Regions from separate parts of the Mus musculus genome. Here regions 1 and 3 are each linked to region 2. A link is a contact called in public Hi-C and HiChIP or PLAC-seq data. All regions are on one chromosome and are shown on one strand. The core of a region is the stretch at or near the end of the contact, and the rest is flanking DNA. Distances in the headings are between cores, read along the strand shown. Region 1 overlaps Rbm47 (RNA binding motif protein 47). Region 2 holds the start of 1700126H18Rik (RIKEN cDNA 1700126H18 gene). Region 3 has its middle 27 kb from the start of Nsun7.

The links. A called contact is a pair of places that touch in the nucleus more often than the background predicts. HiChIP or PLAC-seq counts read pairs in DNA pulled down with a chosen protein or histone mark.
Region 1: a Hi-C map of the HPC-7 cell line shows a contact between it and region 2, with 1.7 times the contacts expected there. The contact joins the enhancer-like site here to the promoter of 1700126H18Rik in region 2. A contact is called at or near these places in 1 of 39 promoter capture datasets (the SN4741 cell line), 4 of 484 Hi-C or Micro-C datasets (the HPC-7 cell line, brown adipocytes, liver and 1 more), 6 of 115 datasets of contacts at active chromatin or transcription factors (CD8 T cells, craniofacial prominence, embryonic stem cells and 2 more) and 2 of 9 other capture datasets (adipose tissue and pancreatic islet).
Region 3: an H3K27ac HiChIP or PLAC-seq map of embryonic stem cells shows a contact between it and region 2, with 7 read pairs. The contact joins the enhancer-like site here to the promoter of 1700126H18Rik in region 2. A contact is called at or near these places in 6 of 484 Hi-C or Micro-C datasets (bone marrow-derived macrophages, embryonic stem cells, liver and 1 more) and 4 of 115 datasets of contacts at active chromatin or transcription factors (CD8 T cells and embryonic stem cells).

What each region holds. Positions count from the first base shown.
Region 1 is chr5:66,136,030-66,138,729 of GRCm38.p6, reverse strand. All of the region lies in intron 2 of Rbm47 (RNA binding motif protein 47), which reads left to right. Among named protein-coding and RNA genes, the nearest start is that of Gm26725, 14 kb to the left of the region's middle. Within about 2 kb of position 1,294, at least 54 of the 459 cell types and tissues checked have an H3K27ac peak or open chromatin away from gene starts, as enhancers often do. A contact at or near this core is called in CD8 T cells, the HPC-7 cell line, adipose tissue and 2 more, where this site is marked.
Region 2 is chr5:66,189,894-66,192,593 of GRCm38.p6, reverse strand. 1700126H18Rik (RIKEN cDNA 1700126H18 gene) reads left to right here and starts at 1,259. Exons shown (of 3, transcript NR_040695.1): 1 at 1,259-1,320.
Region 3 is chr5:66,231,345-66,234,044 of GRCm38.p6, reverse strand. No RefSeq gene overlaps it. Among named protein-coding and RNA genes, the nearest start is that of Nsun7, 27 kb to the left of the region's middle. Within about 2 kb of position 1,449, at least 29 of the 459 cell types and tissues checked have an H3K27ac peak or open chromatin away from gene starts, as enhancers often do. A contact at or near this core is called in embryonic stem cells, where this site is marked.

The sequences.
Region 1 (2,700 bases), core at 45-2,544, 54 kb after region 2:
TAAATCTCCTAGCCCTCCCTTCTGAGCTGCTTTTGTGAATTGCATGTCCTGCAGTTAATTGCACTCAACTAACTCTTGTTAACTATATTCATCACTTTTTCTGTGGTTTAATTTTAATGAATGATTCTTCTGAAAGTAACTGTTGACAGTGTTCTTCATTATCTCTTCTGACCTCTGAGGCATTGCCAAAATGCCGCTAATGGATTTTTTTTTTTCATTATGGTTTTTTTTTTTTTTAAACTGGGGGTGGTGGTGCTGGGGTTGAACCTGTGTATGCCAGGCAGGTACTCCACCACAGCTACCCGCATCCCCTTGGAGCCCTTTAGTGAGGTATTTGCCTTGACCTGGCATGCGACAGAAGTGCTGATATCTTTAGTATTGCCAGAGAACTTCTGCATGAGTCCTTGGCCTTGCCTTTTACGGATGAGCAGCAAATGTCTTCCTGGTCTGCCTTCGTTAGTCTTCTTCGATCTCCCTTCCTGGAATTATCTGGGTTTAGTAAGCTCACTTTCTCTGCTTTTTGAAGGTCCAGTCCCCTTTGCTTTCCCTTCCTTGTTTAATGCATAACTCACTAAAAACAGCCTCCCTAATGGTTGGTAGAAGTCTGTGGTTCCTAGCTAATTCCTGTCAACTAATATTTGTAGAGTTTTGTTGTTGTTGTTATTGTTTTGAGACAGAGAGAGTTTTGCTGTGTTGCCCAAACTGGCAATCCTCCTGCCTCAGTTCTCCAGTACTGGGATTATAGGCATCAATCTTCATACCTAGCTTATATTTTTAACTTTTTCTGCCAGTTACTTTTTTTTTCTTGTCATATATATTGATTGGGATAACAGAGATAAATACAAAAACAATTGGATTTGTCTTTAATAAAATTCTATGTAAAGACTGTCTTAAACAAACACAAAGCTAAAATACTATGTAAAGGGAAGTTGTAATGGTTTGCCAACAAATAAACAAGTATCAAACTAGTTTAAACTAGATACATTGAAGGCACCTGCTTTTCTTCAACTTTTTCCTTTTTGAGGTAGGACCCCTATGTAGCCCATGCTGTCCTTGAACTCCTTGTCCTCTTGCTTCCACTTCCTAAACTCTGGGATTTCAGCCAGACACCCAGTCTGCCTGAGAGCTTAAAGCTTAGCGTGAAGACTATATAGGCACTGGGTGTGCAGTGGGCCATGAAAATTGTCTGTTTTGAAGGAACTGTCTTTCACGGTGGAAATGGTGAGTAAGTGTTCTGATAGAACCAACCAGTCCCTGAAAATAGACAGGAAACTCTATTTTCCTGCCATGGTCAGAAGAGGGTGTCCCAGCTGGGCCTGGTGACTCACATCTGTCATGCCAGTACGTAGGAGAGTGAGGCAGAAAGATCATGAGTTTGTCTCAAAAATAAGAATGAAAATGAGAAGGAGTCCTGGAGAGATGGCTCAGCCAGCAGCTAGGAGAGTTTGCTGCTCTTCCAGAGGACCCACGTTTAGTTCTCAGCACCGATATCAGGGGATCCAGTGCTCATGTGCATACACCCACAGGCACCCCCCCCCCACACACATACACACCACGCATGCACACTTAAAAATGATAAAAATAAATCCTTAAAAAAGAGGATGGTGGGTTATCTTTACTTGTGTGCTAACTTAGTATGTCTGTACAAAGCCCTGAGGTAGATCCCGGCACTCACTAAACTAGAAGTAGGGGCTCACATGGATATTGAGGTGGAGGTGGGGAGGCCAGAAGTTCAAGGTGATCCTTGGCTACAGAATGAGTGCAGAATGGCCAGCCTGGGGTCCAGGAGATAGTCACAGGCATTTATCAAACACTTAATGTTTAGATTGTATACTTAATGCCCTGCTTAGCTTTAACTGACAAGTAGACAACTTAATTATTACATATTTACAGTATAATTTGTAGTAATATAAATCTATTTACTTATTTATATGTATTTGGTTCTGGATATTATTTCAACATATGCATTGTTTTATAATGCTCAGTATATATTTACTTAATTTACAGTATCAAATAACATTTTCAAAGCAGGAAAAGCTAAGTATGGATAGTTACATGAGGAAAGACATTCATCCAACATTTCAAAAGATGCAAGAAGATAGTTTGGGGTGGAGCAGTGAGTACCCTTGTTAATTACAAGGGTACTACAATTAATTGCAATCCATTGAAGGCATACAGGTTATACTGTAAATATTGATACCTTCGAAGAGATACATTTGGGACATGCAAACACACGTGTTGTTTTTTTCTTTACTAACTTTATAAATGGTCTGCACACATGTTCATGTGCTGGCTGAGAGCTGAGGCTAGACCAACATGCTGACGTATGAGGGACTGGCGTGTGATTCGGACAATACCAGGTTTTGTTGTTGTTTTTAAAAGGCTGCCCTGAATTCACTATGTAACTGAAGCTGATCTCCTAATTCACTTACCTAGTTCTCTGATCACAGGTATATACCACCATATTGAGAACTTAGTTATTTTAAAAGAGGAAGAAGAACAGAAAGATACAATGTTTCCAAATCCACTGGGATAAAGATGGTATACGTTATGTATGTGAAGCATTAGATAACTCGGTCTTTAAAAGGGATGTTTTGAGATGTCTCCAGCTATTAGAGCTGGATGGGAGGGAGGGAGGGAGGTCAGGGATGGACAGGGTTTTGCAACCCTGCCTATTGAAAGCTTGGGTAGTTGCAGCGT
Region 2 (2,700 bases), core at 10-2,509:
GACCTGAACTCAGGACCTTCAGAAGAGCAGTCAGTGCTCATAACTGCTGAGCCATCTCCCCAGCCCCATTGTTGTTGTTCTTAATGTGTGTGTGTGTTGTACATGTGCATTAAGCATGTGTGGATGGCAGAAGTCAATGTCCTATTTCTAGCTTATCTTTAGAGACAGGATCTCTTGTTGAACCTTGACTGGCTGGCCAGCAAGCCTCCAGGATCCAACTGTCTTTGTTCCACCAGTGCTGGGGTTAAAGGCACGTACAGCCATGCCCCACTTTTCCCCCCCTTAACATGGGTGCTGGCCGTCTTAACCCAGGTCCTCATGCTTGCAGAGCAAGCATTTCATCCAGTGAGCCATCTCTCCAGCCTCTCATTATGCCACCCAGCTTGACCTCCTTGACCTCCTGCCTCAGTCTCCTGAACTCAGAGTTTAACGGTGAGCAGAATTCAGAAACATTTGAAGGATAAGAAGGACTGGATGTGAGTATCCTTCGAGAGCAGAGTAAGACCCCTGACTGACAGCCAGCAAGGAGACAGGAACCTTGGTCCTACCCTATAATGGATGATAATTCTCCTAATAACAGGGACACAGTCCTCATTAGAAGGGGGTACAAAATACTCGCAGGAGGAAATATGGAAACAAAGTGTGGAGCAGAGACTACCCCACCTGGGGATCCAGCCCATATACAGTCACCAAACCCAGACACTATTGTGGATGCCAAGAAGTGCTTGCTGACAAGAGCCTGATATAGCTGTCTCCTGAGAGTTGAAGGGGTTTACAGCCCAATAGGAGGAGGAACAATATCAACCAACCAGACCCTTCAGAGCTACCAGGGACTAAACCACCAACCAAAGAGTAGACATAGAGGGACCCGTAGCTCCTGCTGTATATGTAGCTGAGGATGGCTTTGTTGGGCATCAATGGGAGGAGAGGCCCTTGGTTCTATGAAGGCTCGATGCCCCAGTGTAGGGGAATGGCAGGGCGGTGAGGTGGGAGTGGGTGGGTGGGGAGGGGAGCAACCTCATAGAAGCAGGGGGAGGGGAGATGGGATGGGGGGTTGGGAAGGCAAAACTAGGAAAGGGGATAACATTTGAAATGTGAATTAATAAAATATCCAATAAAAAATAAGAGAAAAATAACATTACAGTTTATTTGAGATTAGTAAATAAACAAAAATCCCCCCACCCCCAATAAAACCAGGGACACACTGAGAAGAACTCTAGGTGAGAACTGTGGGTATCAACTGTCGGTGAACCCTCTTGTAAGACTGAGCACTGAGCTCGGTTAAGCCCACTGAAACTCAAGCGATCCAGGATGGAGGAAGTAAGTATAGTTCCCACCATTCCTGTACGTGCTAATTTGTTACACCGCAGCAAAACACTGCCGCAGCATTAACACCTCCGTGGAGGAAGATGAGGCTCCGAGAGCTTCACTGGCTAGAACCATCCCACCGGAGAGAGAGCGTGGGATTGACGTAGTAGACACACCTGCCCGCATCGCTGGCGTGAGAGAGAAATAAAGCTCTCTCTGACGGAGGAAGAGGGTGACTAAGATTCCTACTTATTTTTAGACACAAACATGAAACTATCCTGCACAATAGCTTGGTTTTCTGTAAGGATGAGGGCCCGTGGGAGGGGCCCCTGTTGGCTTGTTAAGGTATGTGAATTGTCTCCTTTTTAAATTAAAGCGTGAGGTGGCTGGTTTTCTACACGTGCTAAGCTAGGTGGATTCAGGTAGATTAGCAGCAAGCAGCAGTTAGGGAGACAGAGGCAGTGGCCTTGTTCACACACAAAAACACACCCAACACATAGCCCTCTCATGGAGGCCTAGCCACGTCAGTCTCGGGTTTCATAGAGACCTGGCAGGTTAACAGGGAGTTGCTGGTACAGAGTTTGTCATTCTGATCTGCTTCACCCACACACTCCTGTGACCTTCCCTCCTGTCTTACCGCCCCCTCCACCCAGGTCACATGACCTCCTTCCTCTCCAGAAGTAGCCAAGCCTTTCTAACGCAGGCATAGAAGGAATACTCTTACTCTAGTTTCTGCCCTGCCTTCACGTCTTTACTCAAAAGGCTGCTTCTTCTTCTTCTTCTTTTTTTTTTTTTTTTTTTTGGATATATTGGGGCCCAAGAGAACGCTCAGCCGTTAAGACCGCTGCTTGCTCTTCCAGAGGTCCTGAGTTCAATTTCCAGCAACCACGTGGTAGCTCACAACCATCTGTAATGAGATCCGATGCCCTCTTCTGGTGTGTCTGAAGACAGCTACAGTGTACTCATAAAATAAATAAAATAAATAAATTTTTTAAAAAGAGAGATTAAAAAAAAGAAAAGGGGGCTGGGCGGTGGTGGCGCACACCTTTAATCCCAGCACTTGGGAGGCAGAGGCAGGCAGCTTTCTGAGTTCGAGGCCAGCTTGGTCTACAAAGTGAGTTCCAGGACAGCCAGGGCTATACAGTGAAAAAACAAACATATATATATATATATATATATATATATATATATATATAGAGAGAGAGAGAGAGAGAGAGAGAGGGAGAGAGAGAGAGAGAGAGTGGGTAGCCTATCTTTATTGTCTGTCTTTATGGTGGCTGGGGAGGGGTGGTATAAGTGTATGCGGCACGAGTGCCTGTGTGCGCAGGGCAGAATCATACTGGCGCCTTGCACAATACCTTTTGAGGTAGCATCTCTCAGTGAAACTAGGGC
Region 3 (2,700 bases), core at 200-2,699, 41 kb before region 2:
AGCAGTGGTCCTTGGCAGCCATGCTTCATCTGGATGCCACATTTTTTTTGTTTTTTCTTTGTTTGTTGTTTTGTTTTGTTTTTCAGCCTTCAACCAGACTTTGGGTTAAAGGCATAGGCTGGAAGACATGAACGTGGTCTGGTTCCCTTCCCCACATTTTACTATTCTGAATACCTTTATCCTTTCATCTGTCTCCAAACGCACCTGGAAAAGTATTAACCTAGTGGCCACCCTACACTATAAAACAGAAATGGGAACTAAATCTGGATAAAAGCTTTGGTTTTACCAGCAGCGGCACTTCCATGGTCAGACCAGGAGATGGTAAGATCCAGCAACGGGAAGACAAAAATGATCATTTATTCAAGGGAAAGCCACTCGCTAACCCGGTGGCTCAGCTGAACGCTTATATTTCGGTTGTAACCACCGTTTATGGCCCACGGAGAGAGATCTTTCAGGTAAAGGGTTCAGCTGGCTGTGTAGTAATTACCCCAGGTCTGTCTGATGTTTCTAGTTTGTTATGTTTGTGTAATAATAGTTTAAAGAGGGGATGGGTATCTCCTTGTTTTCTCTTACTTTGAACACAAATGCTGTGGATGAAAACTGGTTGGGTTTCACAGCTGGGTCTATGTTTCTGATTCATAGTTTATTTGATTTTTTTAACAGAAGGTATAATGGATACAGGAGGATTCTTGAAAATAGAAATCATACCCAGGTGGTGATGGTGCACATCTTTAATCCCAGTACTAGAGAAACACAGGCAAGAGGACCTCTGTGAGTTCAAGGCCAGCCTGTTCTATAAAGCAAGTACCCGGACAGCCAGGGCCACACAGATAAGCCCTGTCTTGAAAAACCAAACCAAGGCCTGGAGAGATGGCTCAGCGTGATTAAACGCACTGACTGCTCTTCCAGAGGTCCTGAGTGGGTCCCAGCAACCACATGGTGCTCACAACCATCTGTAATGAGATCTGATGCCCTCTTCTGGTGTGTCTGAAGACAGCAACAGTGTACTCACATATATAAAATAAATAAATCTTAAAAAAAAAAAAGAAAGGAAAACCAAATCAACAAAATATAGAAGCCTTAAGTTCTAGTCCTGATGCTTTCATTTTGACTAGCCACCACTCTCCACTATAGCAGGGCCTATCACTTAATGTGTGTGTTTTCTTCTTTGTAGACCAGGCTAGCCTTGAACCTGAAATCTCATCTCTGCCCCTAGGGTGCTGAGATTATATCTGTGTGCCCCGTACAGCTTAGCCTTGGAACTCTGCCAGCAAAAGGGCCACCTACAGAGTCAATTCTTGACCTTGGATCAGGGCTATGAGCTAAATAAACCCTTTATCTTTATACTGGGAGGAGGAGTGGGCAGGGTGGGGGTGGGTGGGGGTGGGTGGGGGTGGGGCTGACTAGAGAGGTGACTCAGCAATAGAGGGCCTGGGAGGATGACTAGAGAGGTGCTCACCATAGAGAGGACTCGGGTTTGTGTAGAGAACCCAGCTTCAGTTCCTAGAACTCACATGGTGACTCACAAACGTTTATAACTTCAGTTCCAGGGGATCCAATGCCCTTTTCTGGCATCTGCAGGCATCAGACACACAGTGCTACATACATACATACACACATACATACATACATACATACATGAGGCAAACATTATCCATAGTAAGTAAAAATAAGTCTTTAAAAAAATTATTTCATAAAAGCCCAAGGTCCTTATCTTAGATGCCCCAAGCCCAGAGACTGTTAGTTAACCCCCCATGGCTTTCCTCATTCTCTGTTCTTTAAAGTTGCCACAGCCACTTAGTCAGAACAGGTGGATCAGGAAAGCAAAGCCCGATTCTTCACATTCTTAAGCAAGCTTTATTCCTTAAGACTCTGATTTCATAATCTAAGATCAAACATTCACTAGCCAAGGACCAAAACCCATTCTAGTCTGCATGCCACAAGTTGTGAGCCAGCCGACCATTTGCTAAAAAAGAGTTTCTGTATTTATTGTTGAAATATATCAAAAGCATAGCAATATTTCATCACACAAAAATACGTAAAATTCAAATTGCATAATCTCTTTCTTGGAGCATAGCCACGCTAATTTATTTATAGGCTTCTGTTTTTGTTTTTCCGAAGACAGTCTCGCTAGATAAATGGTCCAGGCTGTCTTCAAACTCCTGATCTTCTACTACAGCCCCCAAGTGTGGAAATGACAGATTGTCACCAAGCTCACTGCTTATGAAAGTTGTTGTTGTAGTTGTACAAAGGCAGCACTGGATGTTATGACAGAGACCAGGTGGCCCTTGAAATCTGAAATGTTTAGGAGACTTCGGGAATGTAGCTGAGTGGCCGGAGTCTGAAGCAGATCAATGCTAACACACATACTTGGCACACTTAAGGCCCTGGGTTCAAGCCCCAGCATCCCCATCCTGCTTACAGAATTTACCAGCTGGCTCTATACGGAAAAACGATGACTGAGCCCTGTAGTAAGGTGTTTCACAGGTGGGAAGCCTTTAAAAGTACATAAAATCCATGTTCTGGGGGGCTGGAGAGATGGCTCGGCAGGTAAGAACACTGACTGCTCTTCCAGCAGTCCTGAGTTCAATTCCCAGCAACCAGATGGTGGCTCACAACCATCTGTAATGGAATTCGGTGCCCCTCTTCTGGTGTGTCTGAAGACAGCTACAGTGTATCTTATAAATAAATTAAAAAAAA